Regions from separate parts of the Rattus norvegicus genome. Here region 1 is linked to region 2. A link is a contact called in public Hi-C data. All regions are on one chromosome and are shown on one strand. Each heading gives the region's core, a stretch centred on a gene start, on an enhancer-like site or on the middle of the called end of the contact. The rest is flanking DNA. Distances are from core to core; before and after follow the strand shown. Region 1 holds the start of Pik3r4 (phosphoinositide-3-kinase, regulatory subunit 4). Region 2 holds the start of Atp2c1 (ATPase secretory pathway Ca2+ transporting 1).

Evidence for each region. A called contact is a pair of places that touch in the nucleus more often than the background predicts.
Region 1: a contact with region 2 is called in a Hi-C map of hepatocytes, with 2.7 times the contacts expected there. The contact joins the promoter of Pik3r4 here to the promoter of Atp2c1 in region 2. A contact is called at or near these places in 3 of 12 Hi-C or Micro-C datasets (the Rat2 cell line, hepatocytes and mammary epithelial cells).

The regions. Positions count from the first base shown.
Region 1 is chr8:115,144,995-115,149,094 of GRCr8, reverse strand. It overlaps Pik3r4 (phosphoinositide-3-kinase, regulatory subunit 4), which reads right to left and starts at 2,408. Exons shown (of 20, transcript NM_001401214.1): 1 at 2,014-2,408; 2 at 454-1,227. The coding sequence starts at 1,186. It also overlaps a transcript of Rpl29 not described here.
Region 2 is chr8:115,008,006-115,011,998 of GRCr8, reverse strand. Atp2c1 (ATPase secretory pathway Ca2+ transporting 1) reads left to right here and starts at 1,918. Exons shown (of 28, transcript NM_131907.2): 1 at 1,918-2,204; 2 at 2,490-2,675. The coding sequence starts at 2,670.

The DNA.
Region 1 (4,100 bases), core at 1,159-3,658, 140 kb before region 2:
CAGCTAACGCCAGTCCCGCTGTAGGCCTCAGTTTGAACACCACCTCTCTAGGGGAGGCCTTTTCTGACACTGCCTCTCCACCTATCACTCCCAGAGGCTTATTTAACTATGTGCTTCTATAACAGTGACTTAGGCTGATCACCACCGTAGCAAACACAAGGTGAAAGTGACTTAGGCTGATCACCACCGTAGCAAACACAAGGTGAAACAGACTTTTTCTCTCTTAAACCTGACACGTAGCATCCTTGCGTGCCACCAGCACTGCGAAGTATATGTTCTCATTTGTTTAAATGAATGAGAAGTATTTTGCATCTCCTCATCACTGAAGCAAGTCCAATGAGGAAATCATGTATCTGTCTGAAACAGTCTTAAGAGGGTACAGCAAGAAACCTTTGAAAATCGGTCAATTTACAAAAAGCTACATTTCTGTTTGTCAGTGACTGACTCACATACCTGCTGAAAAGATGTCCATGGCCCTCTTCAACTCTCCCCGTGTTCTCTGATTGCTATTTAGGTCGACAAGAGGAGTTGAGGGATCTCTCATGTATTCTAACTCGGTGGCGAACATACCGCCATCCACGAAACGCTCAGGGGCGATGTAGCAAGTCCTCCTCCTCGAGGTGTCAAAGAAATAGTTGAAATCTGCTGGGTTGTCCTCTGGAAGATAAGTGGGCTTAAAACTGGCAAAATCAGTGAGGAGAACCCAGTTCCAACTGGTGACCATCACGTTCTCTGTCTTGATGTCACCGTGGCGGACTCCAGACTTGTGTGCTTGGTCCACAGCTGTCAGGATCTGGAAGGCGATCCAGCGCTTCTCGATGTTATTTAAGAAGGGACGGGTACTGATACGGTCGTAGAGGTTGTCCCTCACGTACTGCCTGAACAGCATGGCCGCTTTCTCCGATGCTTTTTCTGCTGCTTTCTGGAAAGGTAAGCAGTTCTGGGCCGAATGGAGCCTGATTTTCAGTTCCTCCAGCTCCTGTTTATAACTAGTTAAAGGCAACGTGGGATCCTGGATTGCAAAGACCTTCACAACCACCAGGCCCTCCCGGTGCTTCGCTCGAGCAACTTTAAAAAACCGAGTACTTCCCAGACTCTTATCATATTCAAAGTCATGGATGTCTGAGAAGTAGCTCTCTACGGACAGGATCTGGGAAGGAGCAATACCAGCTAGTTGGTTTCCCATAATGATGGGCACCCCTGGGTTGGCAGGTTAACACACAATACCTATATAAAAGGATGGGAAGAGGGAGAGAAACAAACAGTGAAATTGCCATGATTTGGCCTTTTCCTAAAAGACAGTTGCATCATTATTTACTAAGTAAATTCAGAAAAATTTACCTAAATAGGTTTTATTACTTTTATCTAAAAAGATGGTGCTACTTCACGCCATCCTTTCCAGTAACTAAATCATGTTTAAATATATGCATGCCTTCAACGTTTTAATTTTTGTTTTTAAGATAAGGTCTTGTGTAGCCCAGGAGGGGGTTGGAACTCCAGATCCTTTATCCTCCACCTCCCAAGTGCTGAGATCCCACCATTCCAACGTGATCTCTTAAACATTAAGCTAAAATGTTGAAACATGTATTCACTGATGTTCAGATTTTAAAGTCTGGCTGCACCTTTACCCTGACTGTTCAGTAGTGTTTGACACTTTGGAAGTCGCAAAGGTACCGGATGACTCAGTCCTTGCCCGAGAAAACTACATTTTAGTTGCAGGTAAGAAACACATTAAACGCTTAAATGAAAGAATCACATGACACAAACGGGTCATTTAATTCCTGGGTCAGACAGATCTATAAAATGAGCATCAACTGGGCCCCTCCAGCCGCCTTGCGGTGATGTCTCCCTCCTCCGAAACCAAGGCAAACTCCCCCAGTTTGCAACAAGAAACCCCGCCAGAGACATTCAAGAAAAGTAAGGCAAAATGCACACTGCCCCAAGTTACCTAACCCCGTATTTTGCAGGAACTATCTCCCTACCGCACAGTTTAGCACTCAGGGAAACATTTACCCCAGGCCTCTGGCAACTCAAAAGTCGCTGAAAGATCCCAGGGAGGTCTTGGCAGAGCTGAGGGGCTTGGGCGTGAACAGAAGTCGGCGAGGAGAGTGTTTTCTGTGAGGGGTCTTCCTTTCAGACAGAGGACCTGGGGTCGTTGGGGGAGGAGCGCAGAAATGTCCGAAATCTAGAGCTGGGGGTGAACAACTGGGAGAGCAAGCATACTCGGGACTCCGGACAACCAGCAGCCTCGCCTGAGGCTCCTCCCCTGCCGCCCTGGGCCCGCGCGTGTTCGAGTCCCCGGATCCCCGGGCCTTTGCGCCAGCCCTGGACGGGGGACAGTGCCAGCACCCGTCCAGGAAGACTACTTCACCTGCGGCGAACGCTGAACTCCCGGGAAAGCCGCTGGGTTGACTTCACTTCCTGTTGAGAACGGAAGTGACGGAGGGAGACTTGAGGAAGCGTTCAGTAGGAAGCCGGTTGCTAGGAGACAAGGGAAGGAGGCGTGACCTCACTGCCCTAAGCTGAAGGTGCTTTCCTTCACTAGACTCCGGGGCCGCTGGCTCTAAAAAAACTTACCCACGTACTTAGAAAACCTAGTTCCCCAAACAAGTTGGATTGCAACTTTATTGAGTGAGAATTTATGTATCATAAAGTTCGTCGGTTTAAAAAGTGCACAATTGGGGTGACAGGAATCTTTAATCTCATTACTCAGAAGATAGAGACAGTGGCTCTCTGTTAGAGGCTAGCCTATCTATAAAGAGAGATCCTCTCTCCACAAAAATGTATGTATGTATGTATGTATGCATGCATGTATGTTTGTCTGCGTGCATATTTTGTATATACACACCCAAGTTATCTGGGTATGGCTGAGCCAAACCAGTCATGACCTCACAGCAGGAGTAACTGCTATTGGGGAAGGATATGCACCCTACCACTCTAAACTCTTGGCTTCTAATGTATTCTAGGAGAGAAACACTCACTTTCTTCAATTGAGTCCCTACTGAGTGCCTACCAGGCTCCAATCCATAGTCCCAAACTCACTGCCTAAACTTGGTGGGTCTTGAGAAAAAAAAAAAAAAAAAGACAGGTTTGAAAGTATCGGTTAAGGGGTTGCGGATTTAGCTCAGTGGTAGAGCGCTTGCCTAGCAAGCGCAAGGCCCTGGGTTCGGTCCCCAGCTCCGAAAAAAAAATTTAAAAAAAAGAAAGTATCGGTTATTAGGAGTGGGGGATGACAGTAATCACATTATACATGTATAAGATTTTCTTAAAAATCAAGTCAAAAACATTTTTTCAAAGTGTCAAGATGAACTGGTTTTAATTTTTTATTCACTTTATTTTTAAAGGCAAGGTTGTATTCTGCATTTCAGACTGTTTCACCAAAGAAAAGCCTGAAGCTGTGAGCAGTCCCTTGTCATTTCTCCCTCCTTCCTTCCCTCCCTCCCTCCCTGCCACTTTGCCTCCCAGCAATAGGCAATCATTTCATTGTGTTTCTGTAAGACGTTGCCTATTCTGGACATTTCAAATAGGAAGAATAAAACATATAGTCTGATTTCTTTGCATTTGCCAAATGTTGAAGGTCATCATGGCTGTGGTTTTTGGTGCTCCATTTCTTTTCCTTACCAAGCATTCCCTTGTGTGGAAATGCTACATTGTGTCATCTGGTCTGTCAGCAAATGGGATTTGTGTCTGCTTCTTGGTTATCAGGAATAAAGCTTGTAGGAACATGTGTGTGTAAGTCTTTACACTGTGGTGTGTTTCAAATACAAATGCCAAGGAGATGACATGTGTATTCATATCAGAGCCCTGAGTTTAACGTTTTGAGAAACTGCCAACTTCTTTTCCACAGAGTACCCATCCTTACATCCCCACCAGCACAATACGGGGCTCCTGATTCTTCTGTGTCCTTTCTGGCAATGACGTCATCCATTTTCCATTAATAGACCATCTTAGTAGGAACAAAGTGACATCTCCTTTTGGTTTGATTCGCAGTTCCCCAAGGATTAATGATGTTTCCCATCTCTTCCTGGACCTGTTGCCCATCTGTTTCTCCTCCCTGGGAAGGTGACTATTTAAATCCTTTGTCAAAGTCTTAAATGTAG
Region 2 (3,993 bases), core at 669-3,168:
AATTCTAACTCTCAATCGTAGGAAATAGAAGTTGATGTTACTGATGTTGGCTAGTGTGGGATAGTTAGTGATCTGGTACAGAATGGGAAACCCATCTCAAGCAACACACGTGTAGTTTCAGCTAATCAGTCCAATAACTAACAATACAGAGGCCCTAATTTTCTTTTCTTTTGCTGTCATAAGCCATCAGAAGCAGCAGGAAAGGGTTTACTTGGTTTATACTTTCTATCACTGAAGCAATCCAAAGCAGGGACCTGGAGGCAGAAACTGAAGCAGAGCCCAAGGAGGAACACTGCTTCCTGACTTGCTTCTCATGGTTCCCTTGGCTTCCCACTGTGTATAACCCAAGACCACCCATAGTTTCTGGGTACTCCCACATACCTCAATTACTTCCCCACAGACTTCCCTGAATGTAGGTCTATGTGATGGAGACATTTTGAGCTTCCATTTTACCAGCTGACACCAGCTGTGTTAAGTTGATAAAAAGAAACCCCAGCACAACCATAAAGTTGTTGAATTCTAAGTGTTTATACAATGTAATCTTCCTTATAAACTGTGTTTTAAATTATGCTTGTTGCAACATTAATATTCTGTAAGTAATAACTGTTACAAACCAACTTTAAAACTGAGCACCAGACAGCAATTTTATTATAGAAGCCACAGGCTTATGCCATGGGGCATATAAACATCATTAAGCATGCATACCGAAGTGGAGATGAATTATAGATTTCTACACTAGCGCGGCCTGGAAATTGTGGCCATCCTCCGCTTCTGTTTCCTTTGAGTGGCATGAACTACTATGTCTAGCAATAGCTCATTTTTCAAAATAGAAGGAGTGTGTACGTCAAGCCAGAAGCTATCCAGAAGTTTTGATTCCAAATGAGCTTAACAGGCACCCTGCATAGTAAGACAGACAACTTGGTCCATTATGTTGAACGTGTGTTGGAAGCATGTTATAGGAACCGATATAGAAGAGCAATTTTTTTTAATGGTTATTTGGTCACGGAGGAAAAATAGCTGTAGAGGCTTTTTCTTTGGAGCAGATGGCAAGGGAGGGGTCTTTGGAGGATGCTCCAGCACTGGCCACAGGTGCAGTCCTGCCCTCTAGTGGATATAGGTGAGAGTGGTTCAATGGCTACCTGCGCTTTAAGAATAGCAACTATTCATTAAAAATCATTTACTAGGGGCTTGTGTGAGGTGCTAAGTGAAAGGCTGACTTGGAAAATGATAGCGGCCAAAGTAATATTGGTTCTTCGGCTTCGATGGGAAGGCGACTGATTTCTAGATTCTATCCCAGCTATTCTGGTTGCATATACTCAATGAGAAAGGTCAGGGGTCCTTCCTCGAGCTGTCATTCTGAACCTTTCATAAACCTGGGGCTTCAGAGCACACTCCTGAGCAGGAAAGGATTTTGGAAACCGGCTCCATGATGACTAGTCCTCGCAAGACCAGAGACGCAGCCAGAGCTCGTGTTTACAAGTGAGGGTACGGCGTGGAGGAGGCCGCTGACAGGAACACCAGCTTCTCTCTGCGTCGTCCGAGGAGATTGTGACGGCTGTGAGTTGGGAGAGACTTCCAGAGCTGTGCAGAGAGCGCCCAGGCGACTCTGTGACACGGCTATGGCTGTGCCTGTCTCGGTCTCGTTCCCCCGGCCTCCTGGAGAGAATGTGTGGCTGGAGACAGGGACGGGTGTGCTTCCGCCCCTTGGGCCGGCGGGTGTGTGGAAAGTGGGCAGGCGCTATCCTGAGAGCCCAAGGGTTAGCCTTGGGCCCCGCGCGCTCTCCTACAAACCCTCTGCATCCCCAGACAACGTCCATTAGGGCCCGCAGGCTCGCTTCACTGCACTTCCGCTCACCCTCGCAGAGAGCCGGAGTGCGCCTGCGCGCGCGCCTCTCCCGGCGGAAGTGGTAGCGACAAAGCTCGGTGGGCGGCGGGCGGTGTAGTGCAGGGAGCGCCGGGCGGCGGGCGGCAGGGAGGGGCGGAGCGCAGGAGGTGGAGGCGGGAGCAGAGCTGCTCGGCCGTGCGCGGAGACGCGCGGAGCCGGCGGGCCAAGCTTGACGGGCCCCTCGCCGCTCCTCCTCTCCCCTCCCTGCCACCATCCTGCTCGTTCTCCTCCGGACGCGGCTGGGCTCCGTGTGGCGCCACCGTGCCGCCAGCAGTGCCCGTTCGCCCGAGGCGCGTGGGGCGCCCCCGCAGCCCCGCGAGTGAGTCCTCGCAGCTTGGAGGGAGGGAGGACGTCTTGGGGTGCCAGGGAGGATTCCGGGTATTTACTCCTGCCCCTATTTCCAGAAACTTCCAGGTCCGGAGGGAAGGGGGCGTCCGGGGAACGTCTCTTGCCCGTAGGGCGCCTCTAGGGCGCCGCCCGGCTGGTGTGTGTCGCTGGCGCTGCAGGCGGCGCAGGGGGTGGGCTAGGGTGGTGGCGGCGGCTGGGCGGGGGTCGCCCTGCTCCTCTCCCCTCTCAGCTCCGCTTCTCCTGGTTTCTCTTGCAGATGCTGCTGCTAGGGGTGGTGGGAGCAGCCGTGGGACGCGTGGCCGGGAGCGGGGGTGACAGCCTGGGATTCCAGGGTCTTCTCTTCCTTGTCCTCCTCCTCTCCTCTCTATTCCCAGTGTGGCCGTGGCTGACACTAAAGACTTTGTAGCCATCAACCAGAGTGCAGTTTCGATGGAAAATGAAGGTAAAGGCCCCTGGCAGATGGGCTTGTAATACAAGAGTTGAGGGTGTGGTGGTTTGCTTTTTAAGTTGTCCTTTCCCACCTTTTTATTTTCCTGATTTTATGTAATTGATTTTTCTCCCCCTTTGCATGTGAAATGTCAGAGGATTTGCTTCCCTAAGGGCATGTAGCTTTTATTTTGGTAACATGGGCATTGCGGGGATTAAGGTTCTGCGGGTGACAGCTTGATTCTGCTTTCCTGGGAAATGGTTATTTTCTTTAGCTTAGGGAATGGAACGGAAGTTTTCATTTGAGATAGCATCTGAGCACATCCTTATAGCTCTTTGAAAGGAATCCGTGGGTGCGAAGTGGAAAGGGGCAGAGAAGGCAGTGGGTCAGATCTCTGTATATTTGCGTAGCAAGCTTTGTTAGGGCGTGTGACTGAATCATAAAAAGATTTCTAAAATAAATTCCAGCTTTGACAAAAAGCGTTTTTGAACTCAGATTAAGGGGGAAAAAAAAAACAAACCCAAAATCAAAACACCCTAACCCTTTAGTTTAATGAAATTTTCAGAGAGTTTCCTGTCTTAAAGTCCCGCCCTATTTCAAAACATCTTTGGGAGGTTGACAGTGGAACCTGTTTGTCCCTATTACACATCGTGTTTGGACGCATTTGTCTGTCACATTACTGGATCGCTTTGGCCTCATTCAAATAATGCTTCTCATTTATAGCACTTAGGTTTTAAAAAGTATTGACTAACTGAGTAAATGATTTTTCTTCCCTCTTGAACTAACCATGTTTATTGTTTATGCTGACTTTCTGGCTTGTGTATAATTATCTTTCTTTTTTCCCCACCTCCCTTTTTGACTGGACTGCAAGATGCTAGAAAAGGTACTTGACAAATCATTTCTTCCTCCCTTCCCTTGTTTGCTTTTAAAATCTGTATCTGGTACACAGGAGCTGCAGTGTAAGTTGAATGCTTTTCCCATTGTTGAGAATGTAAGCTTGATTGGCTAAGTAGGACTTTAAATCTTAAAATAGGTGTTTCTTGTGGATGTCGTAATCTGTTGTGCGATTGGAGAACCGTGGCATATGTAGGAAATATGGTGAGAGGCATGGTTAACTTGGCCCGTTTCATTCTAGAGGGATAGTTGGTGGAATGCGTTTTCTGACACACTGAAGTGTGTAACTGCAGAGGAGTTTATGCTAATTGGATCTTGAGGAAAGCAGTTGTGTTTTTTTTCTGATGGTATGAAAAATTATCCTCTTGTCTTTTATAGATTTCAGAAAGTCAGATTTTTTTTATAAGACAATATTAAGCCCATTCATATAGCGGTTTCT